Regions from separate parts of the Xenopus tropicalis genome. Here region 2 is linked to region 1. A link is a contact called in public Hi-C data. All regions are on one chromosome and are shown on one strand. The core of a region is the stretch at or near the end of the contact, and the rest is flanking DNA. Distances in the headings are between cores, read along the strand shown. Region 1 overlaps tmem154 (transmembrane protein 154). Region 2 holds the start of ercc8 (excision repair cross-complementation group 8).

Region 1 (6,752 bases), core at 1,201-3,700:
AGGAAGGCTGGTATTTTTTCCAGAAAAGGTGCGAAACCTTAGATAAAGAGGTAAAATGATGCTTGATGATCAGTCATAGGAGAATACGCTCCTATGACTGAAAATCATCTTACCTGTGCCTGCACCTGATAGCACTGAATATGGGTGCAGGCACTTGTAGCTGATATCTGCCAATTTTCGGCGGATATCGGCCTGCAAGCAAGCATATTCAATTCTTTTCTTTCGGGTGCAGGCACAGGTTGGAGGATTTTAAAGTGTATGTAGCTTATTCTCCTCAAGCTTGCTTACGTGTGGCATTAGCCTAAACATTTTATTGCAGTTTGTGCTGCCCATGGGGGGGCGCAACACGTACTTAAAGTAAAGGTTTACATACTTTTGCCATGCGTATATATGTAATTTTGGATCATTTTACTGAATTAATAAATAATTCATCTTTTTATTTGGGTTCTCACTATATAATAGGCATAGGTATGTTATCCCATTTATGTCTTCCCATAATTGGATTTTTTAATTTTCTGGATAACAGGTTTCCAGAGAGAACCCATACCGGAATTAGAACAGTTATATTTATGCAAAAATAATACATTTAATTATTTTTTAAAAATTTTAAGCACCACTATATGCTAGGCATCTGAGTTTCATGACACAAAGCAAATGACCCACCATGCTGTAGCCAAACCTTTTGAATATGTACTTCTCCTTTTACACATATATTTTGTCTTTTATACTCTAGCTCAACTATTGACATGTTACACCCATGTTAGAGTAATGACCTGAGAGGATGTTGAATTACAGTTCAGAAAATTCAGCCACTGCCAAGGGAACAACCTGAATCTGTGAAGAAAGCCTTTAAGTGTTCAAAGAAAAGTAAGGTATTTTTTGCATACTGCATTTTGCCTAATACCCCATAGCTTTGCAAGATTAGTCTTGGTTTTATATTATGATAGATCCTACTCCTATTAGCTGTGCCTTATGTTTTATCCTCTATCCTTTCTTTCTGTTTGTTTAATATTAATTGAACTTTCACCTCTTCTATGGTACCATTTACTATTCTCCAAATGTATTTCCATTACTGCCCTTAATCCATCTGAGTTGATCTATTTTGCTTTGATCACTCATCAGAAGAACATCATTTTATAACATATGCGGACATTTAACCTACTAAAATCAGCCATGGCAGTTACAATAACAAAAACAAATGGCTAATTGGTTTCCCTTGGTTATGGCATGTACATGCTTCTTATAGTTATGTAAAGCACCAGTGTGCTGGTTCACTAATTCCTTTTGCACTAAAGCAAATAAACCTGTCTGCCTCTGCATATTGCACCTAAATAAATATGTCATATTTGTTTTATGCAGGAATAAAATGTCATCGGAGGTTTCAGAACATGCAGAAACATCCCTGCCTACAACTAGGAGTGAAATCAGCTTCACTGAACCGCCTGTTACGATGACTTCCACCACAGTGTTATTTGCAGATTACTCTGTATCTGCTTTTACAAAAACTGGCAATGAGTTAAATGAGAGTGCTGATGGAACAGACCTCAGCAGAACCCTTCTCTTTGCTTTTCCTATTTTCATACTGATTCTACTCATACCACTTATTATATTCATAGTGAAACACAAACGATGGAAAAAGGCAGGTAAGGGTAAAATTCTATATATGTATTTATATATACATATATATATACACAGTATTATATATATTTATATACTGCATTTTGTATATATGCATGCTGTACAGTGTATATACTGCAACAGAATTTATACTCAACGGTATACATATACTGTATAAATGTCATGGGCATCAGAGCCGCATATCAATGGTACTATATAGTCAGGGAGGAGAATGTAGAACAACCAGCGTGAGGTATTTTGCTATTGTAACAAAGTCTTTTGTCTCTTTTTAGGAGAAGCAAAAAATGAAGTAGCAAAAAGGTGAGAACATGCCCTATTCGCCTTTTAGATGAGTCTTCAGAAGCTCTGAGGACACACCTAAAAACACCAGCCATTGCTAACTCCAGCTCACAGCATTTACTAAAAACTGTTATGGGATTCTGGGAAATTATGTTTGTAACAGCTGGATATCAAAAATTTAATTCCCTAATATAGTTAATTATATATGCATTGCCATCTACTGTTAGAAAGGGACATTGCAGCAGTTTTGGTGCAATTGTTTGGAAGCAATTACACTGTGTGCTTGACTGTGTCTGCCAGGAATTTAGTGTGGTAGTTCAGCAACAGCAAAAGAAGCACTGCTGTAGGCTTTCTTATGCCTTTCTGACCCCTTTTGGTTTAGTTACACACAATATACACAGTATAACTAATATTATAAATTTGTCTTTTCCATTTGTCTTTTAATAGTCCTATTTTTGAAGAGGACACGCCTTCTGTCATGGAGATTGAGATGGACGAGCTTGATAAGTGGATGAACAGCAAGAAGAAGAATGGTAGTTACTGTCTCTTTCAGGCTATGCTGCTTGCTAAATTTGTATATCCCTTGGTACATGCATAGTCTCATTTAGAGAGGCTGTAAAATGCATGTTAAGGATTGCTTTTAATCTGCTTTGAGCATTTAGGACCCTGCTGTTCCTTTCTTAGATAATAGATTCCCATGCTGTGCAGGAAGAACTTTGCTTTACTTGGTGACAGTTTATTGCTTGGAGACTGGTTTGACTTGAAGTCTGTCTGCATGCCTATTACACAACTATGGCTTTTAGTTGAAACCCTGGTCGAGAAAGGTGTGAAAAGGGAACTTTTTTTTTTATGATTTCATTTCTTGAAGGAGGCTATATGGGTAGAGAGTTCAGCTTAAAAAGGTAACTTTTTGTATATGAACAGCTGTATTCTAAGACAATTTGCAATACATCTTTGTTTTATAGGATATTGAAGATATTTATATTTTTACTGCAGCTTAGACCTGATTAGGTTTATCATATCAATCAGGCAGCAGTTTGGAACTGAGAATAGAAAATGAATAGAATTGGTCTTGAAAAATAGATAAGCAATAAAAAATAAGAAAAACATGTAAACTATATACCTACTATAGGTTTTTTTTGGTTGCAGAGGTCAGTGGCCTCCAACAGCCAATGGAGGGGGGCTGGAGAGGAGTGTTAAGCTCTCCTTAAGGGCTCTGGCACACAAGGAGATTTGTCGCCTGTGTTTTTTCCCCCTGGCGCTTTGGCGACAAGTCGCCACGACAATACCCACGAATAGATTTCATGCGAGTTGAGCTCCAGGCGATTTGCTACCCATGGTACCACTCAACAGTTAACCCCCCCTCATGTTTACTCAAGTCGCTCAGAAAAGGGTCTGTGTGCGATTTGAAACAGCAGGCGATTTGAAGTAGCCTCGTATGTTTTGATGCTGGCGATTTCCATTGATTTAGCATTGGCTTCTTGTCGCTCGTCTTGTCGCCAAATCGCTCTTTTAAAAATCGCCGGCGACAAATCTCCTCGTGTGCCAGAGCCCTTAGGGCCAGTGCTTGATCGCTGTGTTTTAAGGTAGCTCAAAAACGCAGTACCAAATAACCCAAAAATTCAAAAAACACAGTGCCAACCCAAACTTACTTGGCAATAGCCTGAAGGTTCCAATAGCCATGGGTTATCTTTATGCTCCAGTTTATTTGCTATTGTTATACTTTACTGACAGTTTACATAATAAATAACCTCTTTCACTCACCTTGTTTTCAGGTAAACGTTTGTCCACACTGGAAGAGGAAAATAAGCTTCACGTGAGTTTATGGTATGTGTAATTTGTACAACTACCCAATTCTGCCACTAGATGGCTCCAGCATAAAACAACCAGGCATACACTGCTTTTGGGACAACTTTGTCCTTGCATCAAGCGTGGTATAATACAGAAATTGAAAAAAAACATGAAATACAGAGCAAAAAAACATTGTTATAAATATGAAATGTATGTGTAGTACCCATTCCCCTACAGACAACCTCCTCATGCACAAACAATACCTGTACTGTACTCTTATAATTCATACCTTGAGCAAATACATATAATTATTGCCTATTTCTATTGCCTGTTGCTTGATAAGTGACCAAGCAGATAGTGACACATCTGCCTACCTGCTTGTAGAACAGGGGAAAGGGGATACATGCTGTGGATAATATATAAGCAGTACAGGGCCAAGCTGGACAGGTACCCTAGGCAATCCGGGTGGCCACCTTGTCCCACCACAAGCACACATGCACAGTGACGAATAGGAGTATGGGGGAAATGACAAGTTGCTGGTGGGGTGATGAGGCATGGGGGTCATGTGCAGGACTCCAGAGCCCATACAAAAAAATGAGGTACGTGCCTAGCACCCTGTGCCCAAATTGTTGTGCCCTAGGCATGTGCACCTTCTGTCTACTTCTTTTTCAGCCCTGTATAAAAGAGGGATGAGGCAGACGAATATATATATATATATATATATATATATATAGTCCTCAAGGAAGAGAAATATTTTTAAATATATAACTCATTTGCACAGTTCCTGACCTTACTTGAATATTGCCTATTTATTACCTGCACCCAAGCTAACCAGTCAGAGAAGGGTAGTGCTCCTCCCTACTCCAATATATATATATATATATATTTAGAGCGAATAATGTACCCCCATTGTAAAATATAAGGATATTGTTAGTCACTGAGGAGTTCCACGAACGTATAAAAGCACAAGGCCAAAGGCCAAGTCATGGAACTCAGGTGGCACCTTATGAATTATAATACAAGTTTCAGTGAGTCATGTGGCAGAAATTACATCAATAAGCACCTGGTATAAATGATGACATCACTAAGCACTATTTATAAGGATATAATTTACAGGATATAAAAAAAAAAAAAAAGCCGCAATGTGGGGCAAAACATTGGATGCACAGTTCTGAGAAGTATGATTCATTTGATTTGAGGTGTGGGTCCTACTGAATTATTTCATATATATATAGAGAGAGAGAAAGAGAGAGAAAGAAAGAAAGAAAGAAAGAAAGAAAGAAAGAAAGAAAGAAAGAAAGAAAGAAAGAAAGAAAGAAAGAAAGAAACCACATGCTCAATGACTTGGTGCAAAAGAAAAAAAGTTTATTGAAAATAATGATTCAAAATACTTTTTTCTTTTGCACTAAGTCCCTGAGCATGTGGTACTATTTCTCTATATGTCTATTTTATGACCTGCACCCAGGGATGTTATTTTGGTGATGGGTGTGCACTCTCTCTCTCTCTCTCTCTCTCTCTACATATATATATATTTCACAAAAAGACCAGCAACACTGGCAATATTCATTCAAAAGTTGTATTTAATAAGTGCAAAAAGCCAAGGTTACGTTTCAGTCCCAGTTAAGGCCTTGAGAAAGTAACTGTGTACGGACTGTGTACATGTCTTTTCCTAGGAACTAGTCCTTATGTTTACTAATTGTATTAGTTATCTATTGATATTCTCTTTCCCAATAACTTTATGAAGCTGTCTGTATTCAAATGGTTCAAGCAAAACATACAAAGAAAAACAAATACATAAGAGAGCCACCACTTGTTATATTCCACTAGACAAGTTCCTATTATGTGACTGAAAAACAATAGCAATGAGATTGGCACCCATAGTACATTGCCAGCCAATTTCCTCTCCTTCTGCTTGCTCTGTGGGATTCATTAAAGGCAAAATCAATCCTTGCATCAAGCCTGCACCCCTGTTGCTAGGCAATTATTTTATAAAGATTACTAGAGCACAGCCAGGCACAGTTAATGGCAGCCTCTATAGCATCCTTCCATTCCCATTGTGCTGCTCTCGCTGTATAACACAATGGTGCCTGCTAATGAACAAAATGTTTAGTCCTGCTGTGGTGTTAAAGAAGTTCTAATTATCTGGTTAGACACTTACTTGCTTGGATCTAGTTCTGTTTATTATGGATCATCTACATGTACATTATATTACCAGTGTATGATGAAAATGTATTTTAGTTAACTGAAATACAGTATATATATTTTACCAGCACATACATTATACACATTACATAGTAACCTTTTGTTAATTAAGTTGTTGCTTAAAAATGCACTAATTAGGTAGGCAGGGAAGTGATATTATTTGGTCCACACAAAGGCATAATTTTTTCAAATACAGCCTATTAGTATGCAGGCTGTATAGACTGCTGTTCAGACTTGAATGAATTAGATCAGTGCTGTCCAACTGGTGGCCCGCGGGCCACATGCGGCCCTCGACCCCCCTCTGTGTGGCCCCCCACCTGTCTGGCTGCTTTGATGGCTTAAATTTGTGTTAACTTTAAATGGCATCAGTACTGAGATTAACTGGCCCCCTGCATGGTTATCACCTCAGATTCAGGCTGTAATCCCTCTGTATTGTTTAAAAATGTAATCCCCTGTGTTGTTCACACCTTTTAATCTCTGCACTGTTCACCCCCTGCAGTGTTCACACCTCAGGCTGTAATCACCCCCATTGTTCACCTCTTCACACCTCAGACATTGTATGTACTGCCTGGCCTATGCTGCCTGTGTATATGAGTATGGCACACACAGGCAGCATAGGGCAGGGAGGGTATGGCACCCACAGGCAGCATAGGACAGGCAGAGTATGGCACACAGGCAGCATAGGACAGGCAGAGTGCTGCCTGTGTGTGCCATACTCTGCCTACCCTATGCTGCCTATGGGAGGTGAACCTGGCAGGGGTTTGTTCTGGGAGTTTGTTAGCAGTTGGAAATAGCCATTAAATGGTCCCTAACGTGTGTAATTATGTGCTGGGGGTTGCTGT
Region 2 (6,752 bases), core at 2,308-4,807, 36 kb after region 1:
TCACGATACCAAAGCTTGAATGAATTCTGAAATGATCGTAGTCTTTGCAAATAATACAAATTTTTAGTGGAAGTTAACGAAAAACCACAAAAAAGTCGTGCAATTTTAACGATATTATTGTGGTCATTACAAAAAGTTCTAAAAATTAGAAAAAATTTTTTTTCTGAAAAAAAAGTTTCATGAATGGGCCCCTATGACTATCATATCATACTTTGCTCCAGCAAGGATTTGCATGCGCAGATATTAGTGTATGCTCCAATACACTGCAATTAAAAATAAGAAAAAAATATTCTTTATTAAAATAAATAGAACATATATACAAGGTGTAAGTTAAACATTGGCTTATTAAACTTATAGGGCATTTGAAACTATAGTACAGTGTCTTTCATTCTTAACACTGTACTTGTGTGTGTCTTATAAAAGGGAAAAGTTAGCCAGGTTATTGCTCATTACACTCAACGTGAATGTATAGTTTAATTTAGCCTTCATCTTCACTGCTGCTCCATGCATCCTTAAACGCAGGATTAATATGTGCCTGATGTCCTGATTTTTTTGGGTCCTCATCAAGAACTGGTTCACGAAGTGAAGGAATCCAAGCAAGAACATTGCAATCTTTGCTGCCACTGTATAGCTCTTGAAAGTGAGGCTGAAATACACAGCAGTCCACGCTATTATAATGTCCCCTCAATATGCTTATCTTTTGACCAGAATAGATAGTGTATACAGCAATAGTGCAATCATATGGAACAAATACAAACTCTGGATTACAGCCTGCAGACACTGTAAATTTTAGACCTTTCCTGCTGGTGTTACAAACTTTGCCATAGTTCACTAGGGTATTTTCTCCAGAAGAACTGTCCCAGAGCCTCATCCTATCATCAGTTCCTACTGTCAAAAGATGGAGGCCATTACTAGTAAAGCATAATCCATTAACCCTGCCATTATGAGCTGTGTTTACAGCTTCTGAAGAAGCCTTGGACTTCTCACCATTATGCTGGTCCAGTGTTATAAGACATCCAGATGCTTTGCGGACATCCCATAATTTTACTTTGCTGTCAGCACTCGCAGTTGCTAATATATAATCGTAACGTGGGGACCAGCAAACTGCGAGCACTTCCCCTCTATGACCTTGCAAAATATGGGAGCTGGAACCAGATTTCAAGTCACATAGTTGCACCTTGGGGTTTTTAGTGCCAACTGCAATCAAACTGTGCTTTGTTGCCAAAGGAGACATGTGGTGGCTGTAAACTGTCCCATCAAAATGAAAAACTTCAGCTAGCTTTAAGGAATTGGTGTCCCATATCTTTAGTGTTTTATCAAATGAGCTTGATGTAAAGATGCCAGTATCATGAGGATACCATTGAACTGTTTCCACACTAAATTTGTGCATATCAGGGTGGCTTTTGCCCACCTTACACAATGCTTTACAAGTGTAAGACTGGGATTTATGAAGATTGGCAAGATCATAAAGAACAATTATCCCATCGGCTCCTCCAGATAGCATGTATCTGCTCTCAACTGGTTCAATGTCAAGTGAGTTGATACCATTCTCATGCATTCTTTCAACATCTCTATCCTTGTTTAACTCCAAACTGAGCACCCTCCTTGTTGCTTCAGCACGCCTGAGCTGGACAGGACTATCCAGGCCTGTCTGCCGTGCCCATAAAAATCCAAGCATTTTTTAAAGTTTTCATGCAAGATTCAAGGATCTTAAGAGACTGTAAGTGTTGATGAAACACAAAGTAATTCATCCATTCTGGAGCATCACTTTAGCAATATAGAATCTTCTAACTGTCCACTGATTGTCTGAGTTACCCAATATCACTCCTTTTAGATCCTAGAAAAAAAAGTGTCAGAAAATCAATACTTAACTTCTGGTTAATCATATATTAATTTACATATGTAAAGCGTTCTGTATTTAAAGGCAAAATATAAGCTCTTTTAGAATTTTTTCCCCTCTGCGGCAAATTAGAGGCTTCAGATGGGGTTTTTTGCCTTCCTCTGGATCAACTAGTAGTTAGGCAGGTTATATATAGGCATTATGGTTGAACTTGATGGACATATGTCTTTTTTCAACCCAACTTACTATGTTACTATGTTACATTAATTTGTTCGGCTTATGTAGAAAAGGTGCATACAAACTAAACTTCCATCAATGAATATATTTATTTTTACAGGCACACAATTCCACAAAAAGTAAATCACCACAGTCTGCCTGTAATAGCAGCAACCAGTTCTCTGCCTCCCTAAGGCTCATGGTGTAGTGCAACCTTCCCTTACCTTGTTCTATTGTGAACGGATGAATTCTGAGACTTAAAGTCCTCCTTCTTTCGAGAGAATCTCTGCACCATCATCTACCGGGTGTGGGGAACCAATCCCTGCAAGCTCAGACAGATTCTTACTGTTCCCTTTCACTCTGTGGAATCATGTATGTCTGTGTAAAAAATTAAATTATTAATACAAATGAATGAACTCATGTCAAATAGGCGGTATCATTTCCTTTTTAAAAAAAAAAAAAAAAAAAGGCTTTTTAGCATTAGCTCAGGTTTTATCTTCAACTCGGTATTCACCATTAGAGTGCTAAGGACACAGCAGGTAAGCACAAACTGCTAACATTCTATAGACCTGCATGTGCCAATGCAATCTCCAACACCTAAACAATTAAGGGCATTTATTTATAAAGCATCACCATTCTCCATAGCACAGGCTTAAATGTAACAATTTAACAATTTTGTTTAAAAACAAATCTTGAAATAAAGTCCCAAAAGTATAATGAATCCTTAATTCTATCCTACAGACTCTGTCCTGACTCCTTTCTGAATGTAGAAAGTATGTGCTACCCAGTGCTCATTAAAGCCCATGTGCCAAACAGACTATGCAAACTTTGTACTATTTATATTAGCATTCAGTTGCTCCAAACATTTTTTTTATCCATGCATTAGTCTTGGTCCGTGGGAATAAAGGCAATTTTCAACTCTTCTGATGAAATTAATATCATTAAAGTTATTGCTGGAGTATAGCACTAGAATGTACTGGGGACTATGATTTCTATGGCTATGGACAGTAATATATAACTATAGCAATAAGTCAAATCAACTAGACTTTTTTTTTTTTAGAGAACTGAATGAATGAGACCCTTCTCAGACAGACAGTAATATATACTGGTAACTATGACTATAACCTGAAGATACCATCCATCCCTACATCATGGGGAGAGGGCTCATTTTGGAATCTCTCGCCTCAAGGCATTGTTCCCCCAGTAGGCACCTATCCCTGGGTGATTGTGCCCCACACCTGCCTGTCCACGTTCGTGTGCTGTCCGTTCTAATTAAATTCCTGTCTCCCCCCCCCCCCCATTCTGCAGCTCGATCCTCATCGGAAGCGATATGTATAAGGCACCCCGGCTCATTTAGATCACTGTTGCTGAACACTGCAACCACTCAGTGTATGACACAAGAAACTATAATTCGGCAATAGACTGAAAATCAGAGAAACCGCTGGAGCTAATCGTACGGAGTCTCACTGACCTTACTAACGTAGGCGGTACATGCACCTGCGAGCACCAGGCTGAATACACTCCGCCGCTGCTTTCCCCACCATAACATAACTGTAGCGGCTAGTAACAGTAGCCTCCTACTTCCGTCTCCCACGTATGACATCAAGCCGCTGCGACGACTGCTGCCCTGGTTGTTGCTGAGCGACTGACGTCATCCCGGCGCGCCCTCTCTCTCCCTCTCCTCCCGTGCCTGTCTCTCGGCGAGAAGCCTTCCTTCCGTGAGCTGCGTGCCTGCCCGTGTGGGCTCCAGGAAAGGCAGCGAATGCCCCCGACTAGTCATTCCACCCAGGTAACTGGCCGCTGGCCACCGCCGGGACTTGATCGCTTTAAAGAAATAGTGTAGTGTGTGGGGGAATAATTTAAAGTAGTACATTAGTGGATGTAGATTTGTATTTACTTGCCCTGCTACAGGGACACAAAACTACCTTCTCTCTAGCTGTGTTTAACTACAACTCCCAGAATCCGTCCAGGAATTCTGGGAGTTGTAGTTTTACAGTTGACGAGCCGCACTTTGAAGACCACTGCTGTACTCAGTATAGACTTGTAGGCAACTCTTTATTGGGAGATTGTGTAGTGTGCAAGTGTTGTAAGTATTAACTCCCATATGCACAGTATAGCTCTGTGTATATTGTGTATTTATACACACACACAATTATACCTCTGTATCCTGTATATCTGTGCATACTATGAAATCCAAAACATTGCCTCAAGACTCTAGAACTACAGAAGTGGACTTTTTGGAAGTGGAATTTATTTACACCAAACCAGCCTGTAGGGGTACTTGGGCTTCTGCCTGTGACACACATTACTGAACTGCAAGTTGCCTAATTCATCCTTTTCTTGCCCAAAGTAAGTGGGTAGTACTAATGCTTAGGCATGCTGTGCTCACAGTACTAATCTTGGGGCAACACCCTATGCAAACCATTGTAAGAGAAGTCTGATGGTGAGAACATTCCCACTTAGTGCTCAGACTCATGTAAGGGACTTGTCACACTAGAACCCAGCTTTGTGTTGTCTTTAGTCTGTGCTGCTCCATTTAGCTGTTTTCATATGGGGGATTAGAGTGAAACTTTATTTAAAGATAAGGTTACTTATGTGTATAAGCTAGTGATGCACTGAATCCAGGATTTGGTGCAGGATTCTGCCAAGATCTGACCTTTTATATCCATATTTGGCCAAATCCATGCCTCTGGCCAAAACGAATTAGAATCCATCACACGGAAGTTGAAAAATTTTCATGCACGGTTCTCTTCAACCCTTCCTTATTCTAATATGCATATACAAATTAGGATTTGGTTCAGTATTTGGACAAATCTTTCGCAAACAATTCAGGGGTTCAGGCAGATTATAAAATAGTGGATTTGGTGCATCCCTAGTGTAAGCATTTACTGTAATAGGATTGAAAGGCAGAGGATGCCAAATTGCAGTAACATAAAGTATGGGATGCAATAAAACTTGAATTTTGTATAAAAGAATTTGTTATATATATAATTAACTCCAGTCTTTAGTGTGGACAAAATTTTGCCCGTCCTAAAATAAACTTTTCGTGTTGTATTCTTTCTGAATTATTTACCACATTCTTCCAAATTGCAGCTGGAAAAGCTACCTAGTTACAGGGTCACTGACCCGCAATAGAAACATGGACTATTAGACTTTAATTTGAATGTTCCTGTTTTTTGAATTATTGGTCTATGTTTTCAGAGCCTCTTCTGTTCCTAAAACATTCTGAATTCCAAATGTCTACCTGGTTGAAAGGTTAATTGAACCCTAGTTTAAGGTTTATTTAAGTGAAATACCAAAGATTAAATACAACCTGGACCCTTTATAAAGCACTTTTATTCCTGGATTATGTGTATATTAAAAAAAGCTCTTACTAAAGATGTATATACTGTTTTTAGGGCATGAATGTACCTACTAATAGCATAAATTAAGCTCCTGGTGGTCACTTGTGATTGACAGTAGATTGCTGAAATCTGCTTGTCACCCCTAGTTTTGATGATGATAATCAAAGGTGTAGTGGTTCTCTGCTCTGTTACTAGAGTGAAATAAAGTTACACCTGTTGGGGTTATGGCACATGGTGAAGGGACCTGCTTTTTTCATTTCTCTGTTAGAAGTCACTGAGACAAAACACAAAGATTGTCAGTGCTATCATTTATGGCACATGTAATGGAAACTGAGAGACTTTCTCTTTTCTGAGAGCTTTTAATGGAGCTGCTGCTTTCTGACTCTTGAAATTTGGAACTGAGGCAGAAGCAACATGCACTACACACAATTATATTTGTGTAGGCATGCCCATCACAGGGGTATGTATTGTAGGGTAATTATTTTCATTTATATGCCGTGTAATAAGTTTCCCTCTACACATTTAGTGGCAGTGCAGTTAAACACAGCCTTGTTGAACCAAATATGAGAAAAAACCCCACAAATTATTGGCATTAAATAAATGTAGAGCATTAAGATGGCTTTAGGTAATATAGAGCACATGTAGCAAAAAATTGTCTTCTGGACCGGGCCACATGTTCAGTACTCCCTATTATTAGATAACTCTTTACTAATTTATATTACAGTAGGTGGAAAATGCCTGTATTATATTTAGCAATGTAATTTACATTCATGACATGTATAGGGGTGTCTTTTTCATTCTAAGCAGTTGCTCCAGGTTTGTATAAAGTATATAAACTGCCTTCTGTGTTATTAATGCAAAGAGGCCAAGCCTTCAAAAAAGAAAAAAAGTTGTCCAGCACAGCTATAGCTGCAGTACTGCTCCCAGAATGAGAATGCTCTGTGTGGCATTTTTAGGTTTTTAGTTCAACACAAACAGTAGGAGGGCTACAGCATTAACCTTCCTCACCAGTACAACAGGCTGCATGCTGCCGGCGCTGCTACTATGGTTTACCACAAAGTGCTGTTTCAATAGTATGCATCTGTATAGTAGCAAATGATTATCAATAGAAGTGAGTAGAAACTGCAAGTTAACTCAATACGTAACCATGAGCACAGCTTATCTTCTCTGCTGGGTTGGTAGCTGTCACAAATTCAGTGAGCTCTAGGCCACTGTAGCTTTAAAAATACACAGCCCAGCTCTCTGCAAGTTTTATTACTCTCATCAGAGAGTAAAGACTACAGGGGCCTTTGGGTCACTGTATTGTAATTAGTTCAGTGTGTTCTGATTCTTTAATTGATTTTGAGCAGTAG

Evidence for each region. Hi-C and Micro-C count contacts between places; a contact is called where the count stands out from the background.
Region 2: a contact with region 1 is called in a Hi-C map of neurula embryo, with 2.2 times the contacts expected there. The contact joins the promoter of ercc8 here to the enhancer-like site in region 1. A contact is called at or near these places in 2 of 5 Hi-C or Micro-C datasets (gastrula embryo and neurula embryo).

Annotation. Positions count from the first base shown.
Region 1 is chr1:55,401,786-55,408,537 of UCB_Xtro_10.0, forward strand. tmem154 (transmembrane protein 154) reads left to right here. Exons shown (of 7, transcript XM_012955615.3): 2 at 734-872; 3 at 1,360-1,643; 4 at 1,911-1,938; 5 at 2,365-2,450; 6 at 3,693-3,744. The coding sequence starts at 1,367. Among named protein-coding and RNA genes, the nearest start is that of tmem154, 11 kb to the left of the region's middle. Within about 2 kb of position 2,451, at least 1 of the 11 cell types and tissues checked has an H3K27ac peak or open chromatin away from gene starts, as enhancers often do. A contact at or near this core is called in neurula embryo, where this site is marked.
Region 2 is chr1:55,436,633-55,443,384 of UCB_Xtro_10.0, forward strand. ercc8 (excision repair cross-complementation group 8) reads right to left here and starts at 3,558. Exons shown (of 3, transcript NM_001017179.2): 1 at 3,528-3,558; 2 at 2,281-2,434; 3 at 276-1,837. The coding sequence starts at 1,678. The coding sequence ends at 479. It overlaps fbxw7 (F-box/WD repeat-containing protein 7), which reads left to right and starts at 3,717. Exons shown (of 13, transcript XM_004911148.4): 1 at 3,717-3,845.